Regions from separate parts of the Cricetulus griseus genome. Here region 1 is linked to region 2. The links are chromatin contacts, called in public Hi-C maps. All regions are on one chromosome and are shown on one strand. Each heading gives the region's core, a stretch centred on a gene start, on an enhancer-like site or on the middle of the called end of the contact. The rest is flanking DNA. Distances are from core to core; before and after follow the strand shown.

Region 1 (5,515 bases), core at 1,352-3,851, 130 kb before region 2:
TTGCCGGATCTTGCATGGGTTACTGCAGCAGGTGTAATAATTGTACTGCTCACACATGACCATCTCTCATCTTGATTAGCACGGTACATTAATAACGGGTCCTACCTGCCTTTCAGACTCAATTTTCCAGCTTCAATCTTACTATAAGGGGAGAACTTCAAAGTGAAAACACAATGCTGACGTTAAGTAGCAGCAATCGGAAACGAGAGGTAAGCGGGCTGCGTTTCAAACCAAGCTTGCCTGTGGCGTTCTCTGTCAGTACCCAGGGATGGAAGCTGTGACCGATTTGATGCTCTTGTCAGACACTCTTGGACTTCCTTCTTATTGGCTTCTGGTGGGATTTCAGGCTTGTTCTTCTCCTCAGAAGCTAGGAAAAGCATGATGTTGACAACTCATGTCACCAGCCGAGTTTACCTTTATTGCTTTTCTCCATGACAGTAACTTGATGTTTCTACTTTCACTTTAGTGACAAAGGGGATGCTTGTGAGTTTCCTCTTTAAGATCTAACAGTATATAATGCAGGTGGCCTTCAATCTACTTACAGAAAATGCTTGCATATGTATATATATAAATGTGTGTATTATACATGTATGTACCTATGTGCATATGCTTTTATGTATGTATGTGTATATATATATAAGGTTTTGAAACTCTTTCACTTAGCCATTTGAAAATCCTCCCCCCCCCAAAAAAAAGTGAGGCCTTTCAAGCTGAGTCCTTGGTAAAAATACAAGTATTTTACTCTTGACTTTTTAAAGCCAAAGGACTTGTTTTAGACAAAGGCATGCTTTTCTCATCTTGTCCTGGAAAAAATTACATATCCCATCTGGGTGAGCCATACTATATAAGTTGTATAATTCTGTTTTGAAGGGCTTCTCTTTTGGTGATAATAAATTTGATATTATTGGACATTTAGAGTAACTGAAAGGCATTTCCAAATGTAAACCCAATGGGTGTTTTTCTTTTTGTATACAGTCATGAGATTAATTACATTGTTTGGTAGAAAATATAGCCTGTAAGAACTCTGTGTTCCAGGAGTTCTATGGTTGTTTATCAGTGTTACCAACCTGGTTTAATAATCATTTTCAGCTGGCTATTCAAATCTCCAAAGATGGAGTCCCAGGCAGAGTGCCACTGTGGGTCATCCTCCTGAGTGCCTTCGCTGGTCTACTGCTCTTGATGCTGCTTATATTAGCACTTTGGAAGGTAAGCACCACCGTCACTGTCACTTTTTGTTCCAGCGAGGCGGGGGTGGGGGATGTCAAAATAAATTATGGGTTACCAATGCTTTGGAATATACTAGCATATAAACATTTATATGCTAAGTAAGAATTTTTTAAAAGCAAAATTTCACACATTGAGTTTTATACATCTCATTTTTGAAAAGGAAAATGTATGCCCTAAGTGGGGTACAAACATCTATAAAACTCCTGGGAAACCTCTTTACAGGTAGGGATTATTGAGGACTATTGAACAATAAGCTAAAATTTTAGTAAGGATAGTTATTGCTTTTAAAAGTAAGAAAAATAGCCGGGCTGTGATGACACAGGCCTTTAACCCCAGCGCTCAGCAGGCAGAGGCAGGCAGATCTCCATGAGTTCAAGGCCAGCCTGGTCTACAGAGGAGTTCCAGGACAACCACAGAGGAAAGCCTGTCTCAAAAAAAAAAAAAACTGGGAAAAAAACTGAATTCCTATGTTGATTAAGGACATACAAGGAATAGTGTCATGTGTTTTAGCCACACCAGTCTGCATCTTAGAGATAAAATGCTTCTTTGATCCCAGCACTCCGGAGGCAGAGGCAGGTGGAACTCTGTGAGTTCAAGGCCAGCCTGGTATACAGAGTGAGTGCCAGGATAGGCTCCAAAGCTACACATAGAAACCCTGTCTCAAAAACATGCTTCTTTGATGAATAAACAGAAAAAACACACTTTCTTCAATAATTGTGTGGCTGTATAAGGAACAAGTAAATTAATAGTTGGCTGGTATAATAAAGAACAAAGTTCAAAGACCCCCATATCAAATCCCTTCAGAAAACCAAGTGGCAATCTGTTTCCTCTCAAGTTAATCGATATATTTAGTGAGATGGTTTAAGGCGAGAAATTTAAGAACAATCCATTTTCAAGCAAGCTATGGTGATAGCTTTTAGGTGAATTTACCAGAAAACAAAATTCCATAGAAAAGTTGAATTCAATGATTTTTTCAATTAAAAGTGGAATTTGAATTCTGTCTGGCATTAACATGTTCCTATATTTCACCTACTGCTTTGTTAAATAAAATTATGCAAAAATGGAAATGTGACTACATATTCATGTTTCTAATATATGAACGACAGATTTAACTAAATAGTTTATATAGCAAGTTTCTCTCCTGCTGAGTTACCCTACCTGGCTTCTGTGATGGCAACCTTCCTCTTTGGGAGCTTTCCCCAAAGGAGAATATGAACAAGTAGCATAAATAGAATCTATGGTCCTTCCCCAGCAAAGTCCCAAGACACAAGTCACAAGTATCCTTTTCTTCCTCTGAACTTCCAGGACATCAGTTCTCTCTGCAATACCTAGCTTTGCCACAGCGTGGTGCCCAAGGCCTGCTTTATGGCTTGTGTTGCCTCACAGGCTGTGGTTTCCCACTTGAAAGCACCTCTGATACATTCTGTGCCTGATGATGCCTCCTCCTGTGGCCTTGCAGTGTGAGCTCCACTAGTTGGAATGCTCATAGGGAATTTAGGAAAGAGAAGAGGAAAGCCAGGGCTGATATTGGATGGGTTCTCTCTGACTTCATACCTCTGTTTAAAGCAAACAAACAAAAGGGAATTTTCCTCCACCTGTTTTTACATCCTTGGTCTGAAAAAAATCCTAAGTGTAAAAACATTTTTTCCAGTAAATGTTGTGGTGATGTGTGCTTATAGCTTCTAAGATCGTCTTTTACCACCCACAAAAGGTCAGTTAACCAACTTTGGGCTGTCGAAATGAGTGTGTTTAGTTAATTCAAATACCTCTGTGAAGGGCTTCCCAATCAGATCTGGGATTCCAAGGTAGACAGGAGGAGCTACCTCTTAGTAGGTGCTAACTGTGAGCCAAAAACTCTGTTGAGCACCCTTCTTCCTTCAAGTATCCTGGCTGTTATGAACCTCGGTCTGTAAATGAGAGAATGACTGTACAGACAGGTTCCACATATTTTCCAGGGCTACACAGCCATTAATGTTCTGGGTAAGATTTTGAATACTTATTCATTGATCTCATTCTGTTGTCCATACAACAACTTTTGTAACCATGCATTGTAACTGCATTTTGCACGTGTAAACATTAAAACAAAGGTAAGGTTGGTAGCTGAGTAACTCTCCCAAGATTATCAACTAGTAAACAGTTGGATTCAACTAACAATTTATCTCCAAAGCCTCTGTATTTTTTTAGATAGATTCCATTGCTGCACAGTATGGGGCAGAAGTTCATGAATTCATTGAAACATGAAATACTTGGTTTTAGAATAAAAGTCCCTGGTACAATGGTTCTAGAATAAAAGGCCCTGGTTCAATTCAGAGTAGCATGCAAAACAGAATGCCACAGTCAGAAGAAAAATTCGGGGAAACTAGAAGACACGTTTTCTAGTTTTCTAATTTTATTCGCACTGATACCAAAGCCCCACCACTGATGATTTACTAGTCCTACAGCTTTGCTCCTCATTCAGTGTAATTTGTTGAAGGGGAATGGTGGTCCCCCCCATAGTCACAGTTTCTCTTTGAATAGTCCCAGGATCTAGTCAATTATACTTCAAAACTTAATGCAGTATAATAAAATGCTTTGAGAAATTTAAGAAATACATTTGCCTTACTTAAAACACAATGTTATTCTATTTTATTCTTCATTATTAATAATTAATAATTTCTTGCTGTGACTAATTCATGTCAATTTTATCATCAAAGTTACACGTAGGAAAACAAAACAAAGTCTCAGACTCAGTATGGCCATGTTTCATGCATCCAGGGCCTGTGGATCAGGAGAACTGAGATAGCGATGCATCACTTTTTAATCTTTTCTTTATTGGTATTCATTTTTTTATTCAACACTTACCCTCCATTATACATTGACACTACTTTTTGCCATCAGGTTTTGAACTAGGTTAATTCTAAAGAAGATAATTTAATTACAGAAACCAAAACAGAAAAGCAAAACCCCAGAGAAAGTCTAGAGGTCACAAACTTACTTTTTGTTTTTCCAGCATTGGCCAAGATTGTCACAGTTTAGTTTGCAGGAACTGCAAATTATATTCTCTTAATTTCTAGTCTAAATAACCAGTTTCCCTTAATAAAACTAATGCTTACAGAATTTGTTGCATGGAAAAGTTGAGGTCACAAAGTTTGGTCTCTGAGATGGGCATTTAGAAACATTTTAAAACAAAGGAGGCTGGGAGAGGGGCGGGAAAAGGGGGGTCTTCGTGGAAAGGAGCCTGTGGGAAAGCATGGAAGAGCCAGGTTTCTCTTTAAAACCAATTTCTTTATTGAATCTTTGGGAATTTCACATAATGTCCCCCAATTCTGCTCACCTCCCAGTCCCTGCATATACTCCTGTCACCTCTGCAGCTCCCCCCCCCCAAGTGAAAAAAGCTTTGATGGAAAAGTTTCTGCCACTTAAAAAGTGATGACAAAATAGAAACAGTGCTGATTCACTGTAGCTCTCTTGCCTCACATTTCCCAGAACTCTGCTTATTTCACACAGGCTTATTTCACACTCGGTATTAACTGGTCAGCTAAAACATGCATCAGTTATCTTAATTAGTTACATGCTTAGATTTTCTAATACATGACTAAATTAGATTATATCTAAATAGATTATTATCTATTGCCTACATTAAAATAAATAATTGTGTTATAATTCACATTTTCTCTCCAGATTGGATTCTTCAAAAGGCCACTAAAGAAGAAAATGGAGAAATGAAATATTTTACAGGAGAAAAGAGAGCAGTAACAGTTATTCAATGATCTATCCTCAGGTTTGCCTCTATCATGTGAGAAGAAATTCAGAAATATAACCAAAGACATGGTCACATAACTATAATGTAATCCATCAACCAGTTGGGATTACTCACTTGGAAAATAACAGATCAAGTGTGATCCAAAAAGGGTACCCAAAGATATAGCTTAGAAAGTGATGAGAAATACTTTTAATAATTACTCATTTTTGCTGAGTAAGTGGAATGACAAAATGTTTTAAAGAAGACCCCCCAATATACTTAACATGTTTATGTGTTTAAATGCCATGTGGAGTACTTTAAGAATGCACAAAGGAGCTTTGTGTTCACTGAAACAGTTACTCTCAGCACAATGTAAATTAAGCTTTTCCCCTTGATTACATCTTCAGAGCTACACTCAGCACAAATGAATGGAGTGAGAAAGATCTCCCAAGTCTAATGAGAAAAACTTTGCCTAGCAGAGCCCATATACAATATGGACTGAAAACTGAATTTAAACCCGGAGCTGACACTCAGTGACTTCTTGGGCTCTGTAGTTGGGAATAGTGT
Region 2 (5,628 bases), core at 246-2,745:
AATACTGAGTACTTCCACATATATATAACTATATTACTATAATAAATATTAATGTTTGTTAAAAAGAGAGAAAACCAGCATAGATTGTTTTTTTCAATTTATGCTGCTCATCCATGGTTGCCATAGAGGACACTGTTAAATGACAATCTTATTTATAAACTAGTTTCTTTAAAAAAAAAAAAAAAAAAAAAAAAAAAAAAAAAAAAAAAAAGGTTCTGCTATTGCAGGACAGTAATCTCAGCTACCGGAGAAATTAAGACAGGAGTCTGAGGCCGCGGTCTCCCTGAATTGTACAGTGAATTCAAGGCTATCCTGAACAACTTAAGGAGATCCTGTCTAAAAGCAAAAGGTGAAATGATGCTGGGGCATAGCTTAATCATAGAGTGCTCACTTAGCAGGATCTTAAAAAAATAAAACTTACTGCTTTCTTTCAGGCCCTGACTGCCTCTTCTGAGTCCTATCTTACTATAAACATGCTTGAATTATCAAGAGAAATACAGAATATATATATATATATATATATATATATATATATATTTGAAAATAAATATACGACCTACTAAAGAAAACATTATGCTGGGCAAGGGCCAGTTCAAAAGCCAAAACATGAAAATTTACTAGTAACCTATACTGTCTATACTGTTACAAATTTATAGTATAACTGTCTGCTGGGACCATCCCTTGCCAAAGGAAAGGGGGAGGGGCACTCCTTCTAGGAATAGCAAGAGTTCTCTTTCAGTTGATTAGCTAGCTGGGAGGAACCTAGTGCATTTGCTAGAGATGAACAATTTATTTTGCTAACTGCTTCCCATGTCTCCCCTTCCCTACTGCCCTTAATGACAGAAGGGGCCTGCCTTTCTCTCCAGCAGTTATCACTTTCCTTTATCTGCCAGCCCCATCTCCCACACCATGAATCCCAACACACCACCCACACACCACCCCAGGTGTTGGGATGAGAGAGACCCCTGTTTAGTCCACACACCTGTGATTACTCTCCACACTCCTTAGCTTTAGGGGACTGTTTTCATTTGTTGCTACACAAGAAAGAAAACCAAGCCTGGATGTGTAGCTGTAGCAGTTATAAATAAGGGAATTGGAACAGCTCAGGGATTTGTAGATTAGAGGAGCAGCTGAAACCACTAATGTAGGTGTGCCATCTGTGCTTGACTCAGGCAGGCAAAACTATGCATTAAGTCTTTAAACTCTCACTAGGTCAGGCTGGTCGAAAGCCCAAGGTCCTCCTTTTGACAAGCAGCCAGTCATGGTGATGTAAAGAGGCTGCACTCCAGGGAGTTGTACCTTCTCCACCCTTTGCAGCTTATTTCTGAGCCTATACATTCTCCAGAAGAGAGCCAGAAGAAAGGGGTTCAAGGAACAACAGTAGAAACCACTCTGTCACACACTATATGCATGAAGCTTTGGCCCAATCCTTAACCGCTAGGAACTTCATTGTTCTCCTTAGGAAAGGGGAAGTGGGGGGGGGGAGGCTCAGAAGTGACTCAGTGTTAGAAGTTACCATAAGGATTTCCTACTGCACAACATCTGAGAATGGAAACCAGAGAGGTCAGAGGAAAAACAGCTTGCCCGTGTGTGTATGGATGGCCAGGCTCCTGAGTGTCGGTCCAGAGCTAATTGGACCAGTTAGTGGCTTACTTCATTCTTGATAAAGCCAGACAAATGGAAGGGGAAAAGTATTAGCCGTAAATGTCAGGGAGGCACCGCAAAAACAGCTTGATACTCTCTTAGTAGATCCAGAGACCAGTTCTTTTAAGAGCTGTGTAGAGTCAGTGGGTCATTCTAACCAAAATTTTCTTTTAGACTGGAGAAAACAGTCATTAGGTTCATAGAGAATACTTCACATGCTATGTTAGCCTAACACACACACACACACACACACACACACACACACACACACACACACACACACACACACTAGCTTTCTAGTGTGCTTTATCAGTGCCCATGGCACACCTTTCCTTTATTTTACTGCCTTCCTCTCCTCCTACAGGCAGTAAACTGGGGTTATCTACTCCTATACACACAGAGCTTGAGACCTTTGATGAGCCTTGACTTTCAGTTTTTAAGGGGTAAGGCTGGGTTACAACTAAGACCCTGACACAGTCTCTAAACCATTTGTCACACTAGCCCAGGGTCTGTGACCTTAGCAATACTGTAATTTTGGAGCAGGTAGTTCTATGAGGGGAGGGGCTGTCTTGTTCCTTACAGGGTTTGACACAGCATCCATTACCTCTACCAACTCAGGGACAGATTGCATCTTCCCCCACAGTCATGACAATAACAAATGTCCCCATTGAGTCCCATGCCCAGTGTTTACTAAAGGACTCCTGTATTTTTCAAGAAATTTTAAGCAAAGATGAATGTTCTCAAGAAATTATTGGGGGAGGGGTTGGCGGGTAGGCAGTGTTTGAAAGGAAGTTATGTAGTCCATTCAATCATACCTTTGATTTAAAAGTAAGTATAGGACTCAAGAGATGTCAGGTTAAAATTTCCATTTCATAAATGGTATATCACAAAATGTGATCTTAAAAACCTGAGTCGCTTCCTGCTTGGTAACCACACAATTCTATAAACAGCAGCAAGGTAAAATAGTGTAATAAAGATACTGGATTCACTTAAAATTATGTACTGCTCATCTTCACAGCAAACTAGGAATGCCTAACTGAACAGATATTTTTCTAGCTAGCAGTGTTACTTTATAAAACAGTGAAACTTGCCTTTTAACTGTGAAGAATAAAGAAAATGAAAGCCATTTTATGATAGGTGCACAGTGATTACTCTAAATTATAAAGTATAATGTCATACTGTGTCTATCCTGACAAAGCGCTGCAACCTAACATGTGACAATCTCATTAAGATTCCATTAAATAGAAGGTGGGACTCTCAGTAGGGCTCCCAGCTCCTTTCACACAGAACAATTCTGTATACAATCTCCTAGGACTATGTCCTTCATGTACACCCAGGAATGTTCATTTTCATTAACATGGAAGAGTAAACATCTAGAGTTAGAAGATAAACATGGGGGCAAATTTGGGAGTGAAATATTTACCACTTTGAATTTTAAAGTATAAAGATGTAGTCATTGTGTAAATACATATTGTACTGTTTGTACTTGACTTTGGCAACTGAAGCCAAAATGTAAATGTATATATTGCACAACTATATTAGAATTGTCTATTTTTAAAGGAGGAGATTATCTTACTTCACACATGATGATTAGATGAGTAATCTTGGTAAGATGTAATGGTACAGGTTTGAATTAAGTATGTTTTGTCATTTTTCTGTCCACCAAAAGTAAATAAGATGAATGTATTTGTTGTACACCAACTTGGTGAATTTATTTGATTTCTTAGAGACAATCAAATTGCAGTAATTGACATAAATAAAAGCTTCTCTGATATCAAAGCACAAGGACCAGACAGAAAAGCTTTATTTAATTGTAAATTGTTATTTTCATATTCTGTCATTAAATATCATTAAAATTGTTTTGAAAGTAAGCTACTCTATGTGGATTTTTATTACAAAGTTACAAATTTCAATATGTCTTAGGGACTACTTTTGCTTCAGAACACATTCAAGATTCAATTTAAGAAGACTCTGGCTGTCAGTAGCCTAAGTTTCTGGTCTGGTAGAAAATCAAAGCACAGTTAAAACATTTTAATATGAAGCGGGAGGTGACTTAAATGTTAAGAAAAAAATTATACACACTGAAATGAACAAAATGAAGAACTAAAGCTAAATGGACTTAAGTTTGCAGACTGCGCTTGCTAATGCAGAGCAGTCCACTGCAATGCTCAGATAGGCTGTGACTGTGTCACCATCTGTATCAATGATAAATCATCTCCTATTCAGGTATCAGGCATTCCTTCATGGTGAATTCCCACCCCAAAATTGACAGCCTTCTATAGAAAAACATGTGCTTACGAGATAAGCCAGAAGAAAGAACATTTTGTTGTCATTGTTTTTTTTTTTATTTTCTTTATGGAAAGACCTATATTACTTTTTTATTAAAAATGTTAGACAATGTATTTGACCACATGCTTTCCCCTCCCTCGATTCTTCTGGGCCCTCCCATCCCCCTACTCATCCAACTTCGGTTTTGTTTCTCCTCTCCCCACCCCCCTCAAAAAATGGAACAAATAAAACAGCACCAAAACAATGGAATCCATTTTGTGTTGGCCAACTACTCCTGGGCACAGGACTGCCCTGGGGTGTGGTTGACAGATGAAATGACAGTCTATTAACTTCCCAATTCCTGGCAAGGATCAATTGCAAATAGCTTATTGGTCAGAGTGGGCCTTTATGCCCACTTCCCCTTCTCATTGATGGCATTTTAAAACCTGTATTAAAACCATCATCTTTTCCCATACAGATAACTGTACAATAATTTTGTATTTACTCATTTAAAAAAGGTAATTGATTCCTTTTACTGTTCTATATTAGTATTAAAGACTACAAACAAAATTTCTCTAAAAATCTGCTCCTCACCCTTAATTTTTAAATAAGATACCAATTAAGGATTAAACACTAGGTCACATATAAGAACTACTCTAGCCTTATAGAATGGCTATACTAAACTCAACTTTTTGGTTCTAGTCACAGTTATAGGGCTGGATCTACTGCCCTCTGCTGGATGATTCCACTAATTACGACACAGTGGAATAGAGTAGCTACATTTGCCCACTGGTTCATTTAACTAGATGCTTTTTCATATCTGCATGTGGTACAACTTATATGTCAGGAGTGTTTAATTGGAGACACAGTATGGGAAACCAACAGCACCAGCATTCATCCAACAAATATCTGAGTGAATACTATAAGCTCATGTACTTTGGTGACAAAGCCCTTGATCTCAAGGAGTTGAAGCTAATGATGGTGATAAATTGCTGATGTAGTACTTCATAGAACATCAGTTACCATAACAAAACATAAGCACAGGAAATGGACAGGATTCTACTTTTAATCAGGGAAGTCTGTGACAGGCCCTCTGTGCAAATAACACTCAGAGATTGGAACAAAGGAAAGAAGCAAAGTGCATAAGTCTCAGAACAACCTAAAGGAAGCAGGAGTAGTTTGCCGACACCAGCTAGAGCAAAGCTGCAAGCCTGGAGCAAGATGGGAGGTGAGGAGGAAGGCTAGCTACTATGTTGGATCACAGAGACCCTCTCTAGTGATGAGATTAAAGGTGTGCACCGCCACTCTCAGCAGTAGTAGAGATATCTTAAAACGTGAAAGCATCTTGCATTAACATTAAATGCAACACATTAACACCAGGGTTGCAAAATACACAGTGGCCCAGTAACCTAATGTGGTTTCAGGGTTAGGGTAACAGACTCCAACACCCAGCTCTTGATCCCCCACAGATGCAGACTAAAGCTTGGGGAAGGACAGGGAGGTTCTAAAGTGAGAAGGCTGACCTATACAGATGACCCCAGACACTAATGGAAGTGGGTACAGACTTTTCTCTCTTCCAAGTAACCTTCTGATGCAATCCTTAGGGGTGCACCAAGGAAAAGAGACCAAGTAACCAAGAGGTCCTTGAGGATGCATGGCTCTTCTGTTGCTCACAGCCATCAGGACAAATAATCTTCTTATGATAATAAAGGTGGG

The links. A called contact is a pair of places that touch in the nucleus more often than the background predicts.
Region 1: a contact with region 2 is called in a Hi-C map of the CHL-YN cell line, with 8 times the contacts expected there. The contact joins two enhancer-like sites. A contact is called at or near these places in 7 of 8 Hi-C or Micro-C datasets (the CHK-Q cell line, the CHL-YN cell line, the CHO-K1 cell line and 3 more).

What each region holds. Positions count from the first base shown.
Region 1 is chr2:332,783,472-332,788,986 of CriGri-PICRH-1.0, reverse strand. Itga1 (integrin alpha-1) reads left to right here. Exons shown (of 29, transcript XM_027401425.2): 27 at 117-209; 28 at 1,090-1,206; 29 at 4,888-5,515. The coding sequence ends at 4,932. Among named protein-coding and RNA genes, the nearest start is that of Itga2, 61 kb to the right of the region's middle. Within about 2 kb of position 2,601, at least 5 of the 6 cell types and tissues checked have open chromatin away from gene starts, as enhancers often do.
Region 2 is chr2:332,653,203-332,658,830 of CriGri-PICRH-1.0, reverse strand. No RefSeq gene overlaps it. Among named protein-coding and RNA genes, the nearest start is that of Mocs2, 13 kb to the right of the region's middle. Within about 2 kb of position 1,495, at least 1 of the 6 cell types and tissues checked has open chromatin away from gene starts, as enhancers often do.